Regions from separate parts of the Cricetulus griseus genome. Here region 1 is linked to region 2. A link is a contact called in public Hi-C data. All regions are on one chromosome and are shown on one strand. The core of a region is the stretch at or near the end of the contact, and the rest is flanking DNA. Distances in the headings are between cores, read along the strand shown.

Region 1 (6,357 bases), core at 486-2,985, 75 kb after region 2:
AGTGGATGCCAGAGTCTTCCAATTTCCCATGGATGTGCCCTCTCAGAGCACAGACTCTCCCACCCGGTCCCATCTGGTCCCCCTCCCGAGCCAGTATTCTGGTCCTCACCCTGCTCACCCTCCATCCACAACAGCAGCGACTCCTTCCTCTGCGCATCTGGAGCAGCTTCTTCCCTCAACATCTCCTGCCTGCCTTCTTCCTTCCAGGGAAGCAGTGCCTTGACTTCTCTGATCAATCTTGTTGTGCCCCCCCTCCCCACCTCCCCATGACACGCCTTCTGCTGCTCCTTCCCCAGCAGGTTTTCAACCCCGCGCCCAGGAGTGGAGAGACAGAATGGTCATGCTAACCCGTGGGTCCCAGCGAACCAGAGGTGTCTCTCACATACTAATGCCCCATTGTTCCTCTGCTTTCTTTACCCACCCAAACATCACCAGCTACCAAGAATCTGCATGAGGTGGGCTGGGGGGGTCTGCCTCCTCTTCACGAGGGTGGGTGAATCCAGTTCTATACCACCCGTCCATGCGCCAGAACACGGCCACTGCAGACGCGGGCACAGTCTTCCCTTACATTTGGAAGCCTCAGGTTCCCGAGCCTGCCCCCACAGCAGCCTCAGGAATCCAATGGTTTAGATCCCCGGGACCCTCAGTGGAAGTACTCCAGTCTAGTGGTCACAGGCTGGAGAGAATCATGGGATAATCGGTGACAAACTTAATGGTATAAATAATGGACCAGGTCAGTATGGCCAGGGACAGATCTAGGGAAACAGGTTAGTTTCTAAATGTCTGGTTCCCAACACCCTCCGGGTCACCCTTCCTCTGCGCTCACGCGGGGCTTGGGAAAGCCCGGTGTCCCTACGCTGACGGGCGGTCCCGAACGTCCCGGAGGTGCCACCAGCTTTCTGGGGCCCACTGGCCGGTCTCTGCTGGGTGCACACGCACCTTGCCGGCCACCCACCACAACAACAGTTGCTTCCCCACACCACGATCCAAGGCCCTAATTCGATCCCACCAAGCGAGAAACCGCCCGGGCCGCTGGGAACGTGGGGCCGGACCACTTACTGGGGCTGAGGAAACACTCGGTCAGCCTTCGGAAGCAACTCGCATTGTTAGAAGGTCCATCTTCCATGTCGGAGCCGAAGAGCAGCGGCCAAGCGGTGGCGAGGGGGAAGGCGGCGCCTCGGGGCCGCCACGGAGTTCGGCCACCGGCGGCAGAGCCGGGGCCGAGGCCAGGGCAGCCCCCGCCGGCGCCCGGAAAGCCCGGGGAGTCTGTGCGGCGCGCGCCCGGGTGGAGGGAGAGCCGCGGCGGCGGCGGTGGCCGGGGCCCGGCACGGGCTGGGAGCAGCAAGCCTAGGATCGCAGGCGAGAGGAAGAGCCGCCGCCGCCCGCCGCTGCCACCGCCGCTGCGGTGACTACTGCCGGGGGGGACGCTCAAGGGAGCTGCCTCTTGTCCTCCTCCTCCTCCTCCGCCAGCATCGCCGCCGCCTCCTCCTCCAGCCGCCGCTGCGCCCTCCCTTCTCGGGAGACGCACGGGGAGGTGGAAGGCAGATGAGGAGGGGACAAGAGGGGGAGGGGGCAGGGGGGGCGGCGGCCAGAAGTACCAGGAAGATGAAAAGGAGGAGGAGGAGGGGATAGGGGAGGAGAAGGCGAGCGCAGAGGGAGCGCGGGCCGCCACCCAGCCGCAGCCTCGGGCGCTGAGCACGGAGAGGGCGCTGGGGCCCCCAGCGGGGCTGGCGTGGCCTGCGGGAGACAGGGACCGGGACAGGGGCGGGGGCGCCGCAAGCTCCTCCCGGCCGCAGCCAGGCGGCTCCCGGGTCAGGCTCAGGCCCACTGCACTCCGCCCGCTGGCCTCGCCGCGCCGGAGTTCCTGATGGACTTGGCCGCTGCTGGGCTCATCCCCAGCCGCTGGCAGCAGAGCCTGGGGGCGGGGAGCGAGCCGCTCCCCCGGGCTGGCCATGGCCCTCCTCCCCAGCCTCCAAGGGGGCAGGCGAGAGGGCGCGGCGGCCCGGACTCAGCGGGCTCCGCCCCCGCAGCACCAGCCCTCCCAGGCGCTCAGGCTCCGGTCCGGTCCGCCTCTCGCGTCTTGGGTGCCTCTCCGGCTGGGGGTTCACATCGTGTTTCCTTTGGGATTCAAGAGAACCCCGGGCTGGGGACGAGTCCGGAGTTGCAGCGCCTCAGTGCGGGCTGGTGCGCACAATCCTCGTCCTTCCCTGCCGGGCTAGGGGCTGCGGAGACGCTGCCCGCGGGCGTGGTGTGGTGTGTGCACGCTCCGAAGCCTAAGCCGCGGCGACTGCTCCAAAGCAGTGGAGAAAAGCGCCGCAGTGCCACTGCCCGTGGAGGCGGCGGCGGTGGCGGTGGCAGAAGACGCCCACTGGCGGAGCAGGCGCTCCCCGCGCCACCACCGCCCGCGCCCACGTTGCGCGTCCGCTAGGACACGGCCCCGCCGCGTCAGGCCCCAGCACCCGGGCACTGTGCGCATGGTGTATGCCCCTGGCCGGCCAGTCTGCCTGGCAGTGGCACATCTGGGTCTGGTGTTCCAGAATCTAACCCCACAGCCTGGCAGCTGTTCCAGCAGTGTGCGAGCCACATCCGCCTGCGGGTAACCTGACTAGCACAATCTACCGAGCAGGGTTCAGCCAGAGCTCCTGCAGGGAAATTCAAATTCGGACACTTAGCAGGAGTTTAAAATCACGGCAGAGTTCCCATTTGGGTCTTAAAAGGGGGTTCGTCCTGGGACTACCTTTCTCATACCCGCCTTTAAACGAACTTTGTGTTCGTCAGCCCACTTTGTCCCAGGGGGGCTAAAAGACAGAAAGAGCAATCCAGGGCTCAAACACGAAACTTTTAAGAGTTCATAGCTCTAAAATCTGTCATCTGTCGCCAGCAGCTTACTTACACCCCCCCCCCACACACACACACACACTCCAGCAGACTGCAGTTCAGCCGCTTCTGCAGAAGAAAAGTGGCCCATTTAGGATCTCTGAACAAGGAACTTCGGAAGTGGGGCGCGGTTAACTAGCCAGAAAGCACAAATGAGGGTGTTGGTGTTTGGCGCTCGCCTGCAGAGACCATCTCTGCACACCCGGTTTGAGTGTGCAGCAGTGTTCTCTATGCATCTTGGTAGAATACTCAGGGTCATCTTCCCCGGAGAGAGCAGGCGAGCGCCACAGCCCAGCACAGAAGCATGAGCTGCAGCTAGCTGACCCAGGGCTGGGACTCGTGGCTCGCAACCTGCCAGGGGACCTCTCCTCATCAGAATTTTCTTTCGTTCTTTCTCTTTCTTTCTTTCTTTCTTTCTTTCTTTCTTTCTTTCTTTCTTTCTTCCTTCCTTCCTTCCTTCCTTCCTTCCTTCCTTTCTTTCTTTCTCTCTTTCTTTTCAGACTCTTTAATGATTTTGGTCTGCAGTCAGTTCCATATTCTTCTGCAGTGAAATATCTTCCTGACTCCAAACCCCTAAGAGTGGAAAACAAACAGTCACAGTTGCACCAAATTGCCCAGGTGGCATTCCGGGGACCGGGTGCTTCGGAAGTACTCTTCCACATAAAGTTCTCGGGAGTTTTGGCAATTCTGGGACAGACCGACTCAGCCTGTCATTGGAGCCAGTTCACCTTAGCGAGGGATCCCTGAGTTTGGGAAACAAGAAAATGGTACTATGACTTTTACCTTGGAGGCTAAGAGTGTAGAGACTTTGTTTTCTCATCCCCCAAGCCCTGACCCCAGAGAAGAAGAAGAAGAAAAAAATAGAAAACGAGTGGAGCTAACGGGTCTCTATTTGCACCCTCAGGCTTTTGTCTTCTGAACTGCACAGACGACCCTTGCTTGCTTGGCTGACAGCCCTGTTAGTGCCGGCTTCCCGGGACTGGATTCTCCTGCGAAAGCGATTAGGCAAAGAGGGTTTCTCCTTGAAGAGTTAATCATTCTTTTTTACAGGGCGCGCCTTTTCTCCATGCCACATTAGGCTTATCAGTTGTTGGTTTTTGAGTTATTAAAACGGTTTTCCAGGTGAAGAAAAATTTAATTCTAGGTGGACATAAGCTACCTTGAAGGCGCAGAAGGCGGGTGTAAAGCATCAAATATTTGTTCTATTAGTCTTTGTTAGATTCAAAGTCTCGTTAACGCTTTTCCAGAGTTAGCCTTCTTCCTATTTTCCATCCGGTTCCCCGCATTACTTGCCGGAAGGGACCCCTATACTGAACAAATTAAAAAGTCACAACGTGTAACGATGGAGAGCTCAGAGGAGGTGTAAATAAGTAATTACACTTTGATCAGTCCCCTCCTCCCTGGCATCCACGGTTATTCATTTAAGTCTTCGAGGCACCTGGCCACTTTGAATTCTGAACACAGATCTGAAGGCTTGCGGGTCTCAAATGTGGCTTTTCCCTTCCCTTTGGTGTTTCTCTGCGGATATATCCCTGTCGCAGGACCTTGTCGCAGCAAACCCCTTGTGAACAAACACGTCACTGAGCTTCCAGGAATGCTGTGGTGGTATTCCGAAACTTGGCCGCGTCGTTAGTGTTGGAGTGTAGCTCACTGGACCGAAGCTGTGGATGTTAGGGTTATTGGCAAAGGGAATCAGGTGCCCGAGCTGTCGCAACGCTCTTGGTAAAAAAAATGATTCCCCTCACCTCAGGTGGAGCTTCAGCCCAACTTGCAGGGACAGAAAACTAAAAGAACAGTAAGACAGCAGTTAGCAGTTAGCACCAGCAGACACCAGATTTACCCAATTTATATTATGTGCTCTTAAAAGTACATCGTTCAAGGGAGCACCCAAGAAACGTGGAAATAATGGCTTTCCTTCGAAAATGTAAATTTTTAACTATCTAAAGCTAATAGTCAGCATGGTTAATATTTGATTACATTTTCTGGTAGACCTACAAATCGGTGTTTTTCAATAAATTTCTGGAACTTTTGTATCATTTTCTGGGGAGGGGAACTGGTTCTCTCTCTTTTAAAATGCTAACAACCTTAGTTTATTCACATATGAAAACCAAGGTTAATTTAATGTTACACTGACTTATTCAAACAAACAAGGGTGTGTGTGTGTGTCCCTTTCTCTTTACCTTGATTTTAACTTTTAGAACTTATTTACAATACAGAGCCAAACTTCAAAGCTGCTGGCTATTGTTGGCCAATTCCGACTCAGATCATTTAACTGCTAGTTATCATTAGTACTATTTACACAGAACTACCTTCTGTGCTCTAGTAAGACGATTTACCCACTGTCTGGTGTGGGAAACATGGAGTTTATCTTCCAGACACTTACCCAGGATCCCCTAAACCCAAATCCCTTCAAAGCTGGTTCTAACTGACTCACCAGGAAGCCTCCTTCAATTTCCCTCACACTCAGCCCACCACAGTCTTGGTTCTAGACTACTGGAATTTGGTTCTTGCCAACACACCTCAAGAAAGTTACTTACTGCCTGTGTAGTTTACACTGACAATTTCATTTTAAACAGCCTGGCACATCGGAGAGGGGGGATTGCTATCCCATAACATTTAATAAAAAGACAGACAGATAATCCTTCCTCCCTGTCACCTGCTAAAAGGTTACCAATTTCTATTACTGCTTATGTTAACAAACCTTGCTAAAGGGATGGCTGTATTTTTACAGTACTATCATAGTAAAGCCTAAAAGAGGAAAAAAGGAGGACATTATAATTCTAGCAAGAAAAATATTATTAAAGTCAATGCTAGGATGGGGAAGTCTTGAAAACAAATCAGAGATGGTAAAAATAATTTCTTCAGTTACTGTTTAAGTTCTTATCTCACCAATCAAGTTACTTTATAAATTTAAGCACTCATTATTAGATAAGCTTTAATTTTATTATTTTATATGATAAAACAAATGGCCTGTATAGTTTGCATTATTCTTTCCTAGTAAATATCAGAATACTGTCTAGTTATTTTGGTTTTAACTTGTTACAATATGAGTATTCCACATAAATCTCAAGGGTTCATTTTTTCAGAAGAAAGGGTTATATGTATTTCTTGACAGTAATAGGGTCCAAGCAGAAGCCTTTACTGGTCAAAACTAAAATGTTTCATTTCTGCATGACAATAAGTTTTGCACAATTGCTTTGAGTCCCGAGGGTACTGTGTTAGTAAGTACTGCTGAGGTTTCATAGTGATGAATATTTAGTTATTGGGATAACCATGTTAACTTTCAACAAAACTCCAACATGACACTGATGTTTAACCACCCAGAACCAGGTTTCAAGGTTTTGCCTTTAAACAGTATCAAATTCCTGTAGAAACCCATGGCATTTATAGGATACTGAACTGTTTCTCAGTGCTCAAGGCCACATAGAAGTTAGAACACAGCCAGGAGCTCTGTTTAAATAACCAGCATTGCCACCTAAC
Region 2 (6,116 bases), core at 2,195-4,694:
GTTTGAGTCTCTACTATGATATGAATGTTCTGTCCTTGAAAATGCATATATTAAAGCCTAATTTCCTATGGTGCTGTCAGGAGGGAGCCTTTAGGGGTGATTTGGTCATGAGGGCGCAGCTGTCATGGAGACTGTACCCTTATGAAAGAGGTCCCACAGGGCTGCTGGGCACCTTCCTGTAAGGAAGCAGGAAGGCAGCATCTTTGAACAAAGCAGGTCATCACAAGGCATGGACTCAGCCAGTTCTTTGCCCTTGGACTTCCTGGCACCAGACTACAAGAAAGACATGTCTGCTCATTAGCCAGTGAGTCCAAGGTTATTTTGTTACAGTTGCTCAAACGAACTAAGCCTAACCAAAATGGTACCAGCTAAGCAAACACCACTCTACGGAGGGAATTTTATAGCTGTTCCTTAAGCTTCTTGGAGGCACTAGTATGTTATCTCACGGGATTATAACAAAGCCCTGAAGGTAGATAGTGCAGTTACTCTAATCCCCTTTCCTGATGAGAGTCTGCACACAGTTTTCCATCACAAAGTGATCTTCCCAGGAATAAGGGGCAGTCATTGGCAGAGCCTAAGTATGTGTGAGTCCAGCCTAGGTCTGCAGGCTCATCACAGCAGGGGTTGAGACTGAGCAACTACTCTCCCTTCCCCAGGGTTGCTGTAACAGAGTAGGGTTCAGTGCCCAGCTGAAAACAGTGGAAGTCATTTTCTCACAGTGAGGGGGGCTCTGAGGGGAATTCAATTGTGGGCCAAAACTTTCACCTCTCCTCTCCAGCCACTGTCTACTCCCCGGAGGCACAACCTGCTGCAGCTCTCAGATGATCCTGGCTAAAGACCCTACAGTTGGCCACAATTGCCAAGGTCCTTTTCCAAACAGGGCAGCACTCAAGGTTCTGCATTCAGGACATTAAGCACATCTTTTTTGTGGGGTGCTCCATCCACCCCACTCTCCTGCTCTAAACAATGAGTGGCATCCTCCACTTCAAGGGCTCTGCCTTTTATCCCCAGGAGTAGCTGCTTTTTAAAAGCAGACAAAACGAAAACAAAAATTGCATAGCATGATTAGCCACAACGTGGTGTTGGGTGAGAACCACCTTCAGGTTTATACTTCAGTCCAAAGACACTGAGCTCTTCCCAAACAGAATGGCGTGTGGATGGCCCAGCCAGCCAAATCCAGGCTGCAAACTTTCTGAACTGCTTGACAGCAACTATGTGCTATGGTGAGGGAAAAAAAAAAAAAAGTTTCCTTGTATTACAAAAGAATGTGACAACAAGCTCACTGTAAACACAGGATCAAATCTGCAAGCCATCTAAAGGGAATTTATTCAGCAAATGGCGGGTTTTATTTAAAAGACCTTTAAACACGTGCACAAAGCAGACAAAAGGGCGGTCCCTTCATCAAGCCCTCTAGCTGGCACCACAAGCTAACAGGATGGTGGCATGCCAAGCCACAGATAAGGAGTTTCTTCTGAGGAGGTGGAGCAAGACACCCTCCCAGGCCTCACAACTGTCACCTGATCTGGTGTGCTCCTCTCCTCCTACCCTGCCGGCAGACATGCCTCTGGCCTCGCATGTATCCTGCACCATCATCTCTGCTTGCAACACTCTGACACTCTACAATGACCTTTGCGTCCCAAAGTCCCCTAACAACTCTGGAAGCCCTAGTCTCCTCTCTGACACCTTTGTGATGATGCCCCCCTTCAGTTAGGGGAGATGCCTCCTCCTCTCCCCTTAGACTCCTGTAGACTTCCCCGGGCTGGACCCCCACATTGGTTTGTTTCCAACAAGCAAAGGTGCTCGCCTGCTGGTTTCCCTTCTCTGTGTGGGTGCTGAGGTCAGGGCAGGGGGCCCTGTGGTTAACACTCTGAAGGACTGGGAGGCAAAGCCTGTGTGAAAGCACACTCACTTTTTGCTGTTTGAGTCAAAGGAAAACAATAAGGGGTGGGGCAGAAGTTCTGTTTTCTGGAGACGGGGAACAACTGTAAGGCAGGAGAGACTTTTCAGGCTGACTGAAATTTCAGTCATAAATGACTTGCTTCACACAAAGAGAAGCCAGGAGAAGGGTGTGGTGGTGGTGCATGCCTTTGATCCCAGCACTCTGGAGGTAGAGGCAGATGGGGCTCTGTGAGTTCAAGGCCAGCCTGGTTTGTATAGTTAGTTCCAGGGCAGCCGGGCTCCATGGCGAGATGTGTCTCAAAAAGGGTCATGAGCTTTCAATGGCCACCTTTAGAATACTCTCAGACTAGATAGAAGACCTCCCCTCTCCCTCCCCACAGGCCTTATGCTCACCTCATCATCTATTCAGAGGCCTTGTCTCCAGAGAGTTCCATGCCAGAGTACTGGGTGTTAGGACCTCAACGGCTGGATCTCCAAGAAATACAATTTAGCTAATCTGCCTCTTTCTGAAAACCAGGCTAATTCCTAAAATTTTTTAAAAAGACAATATGAACTTAAAAAAAAACAAAACAAAAAAAAAAAAAAAAACTAGTTCCCTGGTGTTCGAGTGTGCACACGTGTCTGCCTGTGTGTGCAGGCACACGAGTATGTGAGTGTGGCCTTGTGGACGTGTGTGTGTGTGTGTGTGTGTGTGTGTGTGGAGGCCAGAAGCCCCACACTTCAACCCAGAACTTGCACAATTCAGCTGGCTAGGCAGGTGGTTCTTCATCTCCCCGTCCCCGCGTCTAGGAGAATGGGTAGGCAGCTATGCCCGCAGGGTATTCCTCTGGGTGCTGGGGATCTGAACTCTGGTCCTCTTGTGAGGCGATTTGCTCTGTAAACCGTGGCTCAGCCTCCAGAATAATCTTTTAACAACTAGAAAGTGAGTATGCAGACATGAGGTCTACCAAGCTGGCCTGACTCTGGTCATGCAAATATGAGGCTGCAGCATTCCTGCCTGCCTGTAAACTGTTTCAGCCACTCAGAAACAAACAAACAAAAGGGAGTCAGGACAGCTCAAGTGCCAAGTGCCCCGTGTTCCAATACAGCATTTCCCTGAGCCCCGAATGCCACACTGCTATCTTACATCACTTTTAATGGGATGACGTTCTCAAAAGTAACGAATGGATTTTAGAAAAAAATGATTATTTTGCTGTTGCTTTCTTTATTAAGAGAATTCCCTAGGTAGCTCAGACTGTCCTCAACCAGGGGCCTGCCGCCTTGGTCTCTCAAACATTAGAACTGTGGGAGTGCGACACCCTGCCCAGCCCAATGTTCTCCAATAAAGGTAGTCGCTATCGTGTATCACAACAGAAAGGGCTCTTCAGGGCCTGCTGGGAGAACGTTGTTTCACAGGGGCCGACAGAACCACTGAGCTGAGCCTGTCCCCATTGGCCTAACCTTTGAAACCCGAAACTGGTTTCTCATTCACGTTCTTATTCCAGAGCCTAGGCATCCTCAGTTAGTCATAGCCACATCCTGAATCAGCAGGCAGAAACACTGCCCCCATTAGAAGCAGTGGCTTTTCCCGGGACACGCTTTCTCAGCCAATCATCACACACTCTTCTCGGACCTATCTGTAAATGACCACGGCACGGCAGCAAGGATTTATTCTCAGGTTGCAAGTGTACTTGAGTGACTAAGCAAGTCCGCAAACCCACAATGCAAACATAGCAAGGAGGAACTTCTACCCTGCCACAGCCACCATTCATCAGTGTCTCGGGGTGGAATGAATGAATGAAACAATGACCAAGCAAGAGCACCTCATTACTTCCAAGAATCTCATTCGCTGCATCTCTGCTGAGGCACATTCGGTGACGGTGGTCCACCAAGCACAAAGCCAACTTCACCGGGAACGGAGATGTTAGCACAAAAGCCTTTTAAGCCTACAGGAACCTGATCTGCAAATTTCCACTTGACTACCCAGCCAAACACACATAGAGAGGTATTTTCTAAGCCAGATCTTTACCAAACACATATGAAAAACATTGGCAGGGCAAGTGCCATGACGTTCTGTTAGGAACCCTAGGAACTCGAGGCCCATCACCAGACCACCCAGTCATGAGTCGGCATGAAAAGCCGTCCTATGCCTAAGAGTCACAACATCTGTCTGGGATACCGCAGAAGGGCCAGAATTGTTGACACAGGATGTGAGCTTTCTCATTGCGTTTTTGGAAAGACGGGGCTGTACTCTGTGACTCTTCGTGTAACACACAGCCGTGCCAGCACCATTTGTGGTTTCTAACCTCCCGCTCCCAACAGAGCTGAACCTCTGCAGATTGCTCCTGCTGTGGTCTGCTGCTGCTGTCAAATGCCCCACCCTGCGCTATAAAGAGATACATGCTGTCCTTTGACCGTGAGTGAGCCAAACTCTCCTGGTGACCAGGAGCTGTAATGAGTGGACTACAAGAACCTGAGCTGTGCACACTGCTGCTGCCAGGCTCAACAGCAGCAGCGAGACCTAGGAGAATTAAGCTCACCTCTGTGTGTCAAGAGAGATCTAAACAGACTCACGGCACTTCTTCGGCCTACCTCAAAGTTTCCTTCTGTCACCCATCCAACTCTGAAACTCTAGTTCAGTCGACTCCTATGCATAAAATTCTAAGTGTGAAGACCGGATGCTTGGGGTCACCCACCATTCCTGTATCCCGAATTCCTCCTCTGGGAAACGTAAACAGAAACAACTACACAACATTTGAAATTTTTATCTTTATTTTATGGGTATGAGTGTATGCCTGCATGTATATCTGTGCCTCACATATATGCCTGCTGCCCACTGAGGCCAGAAGAAGGCACTGGGTCCCTTGGAACTGGAGTTACAAATGGCTTCGAGCCAACAAGTTGGTGCTGGTAACCAAACCTGGCTTCTTAGGAAGAGCAGTCAGTGCTATTAAGCACTGAGCCATCTGTCCAGGTCTCATGGGACTGTTTTTAAGGATTAAGTGTCATAGGCGAAAACTGACTAACAGACTTGTCGGTCAATGTCAGCAGTTACTAAAATCAGTATAAAAAATAATCTGTATTTATTTAACAAAGACATGCCAGTCTGTTGCTTTTGAAAGTAGCCTTGATAAAAGGCCACACCTTAAAAGTAGCTCTTGCCAAGTCAATGACATTTCTACATTCTCAGAACAAATTTCTGGGTGTTCCTTCTCAAAATACACATTTCACTGTTCTCTGTGGTCCTGAGTGGGTATGTGGATTTGTGTGCTTTATACTGTAGTCTGCAATTCTTAGTGACAGCTGTATTCAACTGGTGAGTGTTTTCAAGTTAATGTTTTGAGGATAAGGAAGAACTTGGCAAATGCCACTCAGCTGAGCTGAGGTAATGAGCAACTGACAACGTCAGTACCTAATGTGTTAAGTGGTTCCCAGGTATTTTTTCCATCCTAAATGAGCACTGTGCATGCCAGTTTCCAACATGGTAACTGTCAAGTGACAGGTGCACAGCTGTCAAAATGAGGCCTTCAGATGGCCAAACGGGCAATTACATGATGGCATCCTGCTCAGACATTACTATTATCGTGACAGTGTGGCTGAAGATCATTTTCATGTGGAGGCTTTTTTTTCTTTTTTTTTAGAAAAACTCTTGTCAATTCAGTGGAAGACCCAGCAGGTCGCCAGGTGGTGGCAGGCCTGTCTTAAGGATCTTTCTGTGTGAACATAGTAAGAATGCAGAGGTGAGCATACTGTCCGGGGTCAGAAACAGCTGAAGTGAGGCTGTTCTGGAGCAGCTCATGCCTCCCCCGTCACCCATTTCAGAAAATGGGAGGGCAAATGCCAGGGTGTAACAATTTCTTTTCATGAGAATTTACAGACCACCCTCGACATCCATCGGATGACTCACCCTTCACACACACACACACACACACACACACACACACACACACACACACACACACACACACACACACTGTGTACTGAGTTAAACATACCTTTGCTAACACTGCTTCTGCCAAATCATTCATAAACAATACTGAAGCACTTAAACAGACAGGACTCTGGCCTAGTCAAGAGCAATACAAAAAAAAAATTAAAAAAAAGAAAGCACCCCAGCAGCCGTTGCTGCCTTTGAGACAAAGCCTCTTCCCTGGCACAACACTCAGGATTGGAGCCAGGCAGCTACTTTATCAGCCCTTTGACATCAGGGGAGGACTGTGTGCGTCAGCAGGCCAGGA

The links. A called contact is a pair of places that touch in the nucleus more often than the background predicts.
Region 1: a Hi-C map of the CHO-K1 cell line shows a contact between it and region 2, with 6 times the contacts expected there. The contact joins the promoter of Pde10a here to the enhancer-like site in region 2. A contact is called at or near these places in 3 of 8 Hi-C or Micro-C datasets (the CHL-YN cell line, the CHO-K1 cell line and fibroblasts).

What each region holds. Positions count from the first base shown.
Region 1 is chr2:291,873,558-291,879,914 of CriGri-PICRH-1.0, forward strand. Pde10a (cAMP and cAMP-inhibited cGMP 3',5'-cyclic phosphodiesterase 10A) reads right to left here and starts at 1,736. Exons shown (of 22, transcript XM_027401113.2): 1 at 1,060-1,736. The coding sequence starts at 1,126.
Region 2 is chr2:291,797,062-291,803,177 of CriGri-PICRH-1.0, forward strand. The region is part of intron 1 of Pde10a (cAMP and cAMP-inhibited cGMP 3',5'-cyclic phosphodiesterase 10A); the gene reads right to left. Among named protein-coding and RNA genes, the nearest start is that of Pde10a, 75 kb to the right of the region's middle. Within about 2 kb of position 3,445, at least 2 of the 6 cell types and tissues checked have open chromatin away from gene starts, as enhancers often do. A contact at or near this core is called in the CHO-K1 cell line and fibroblasts, where this site is marked.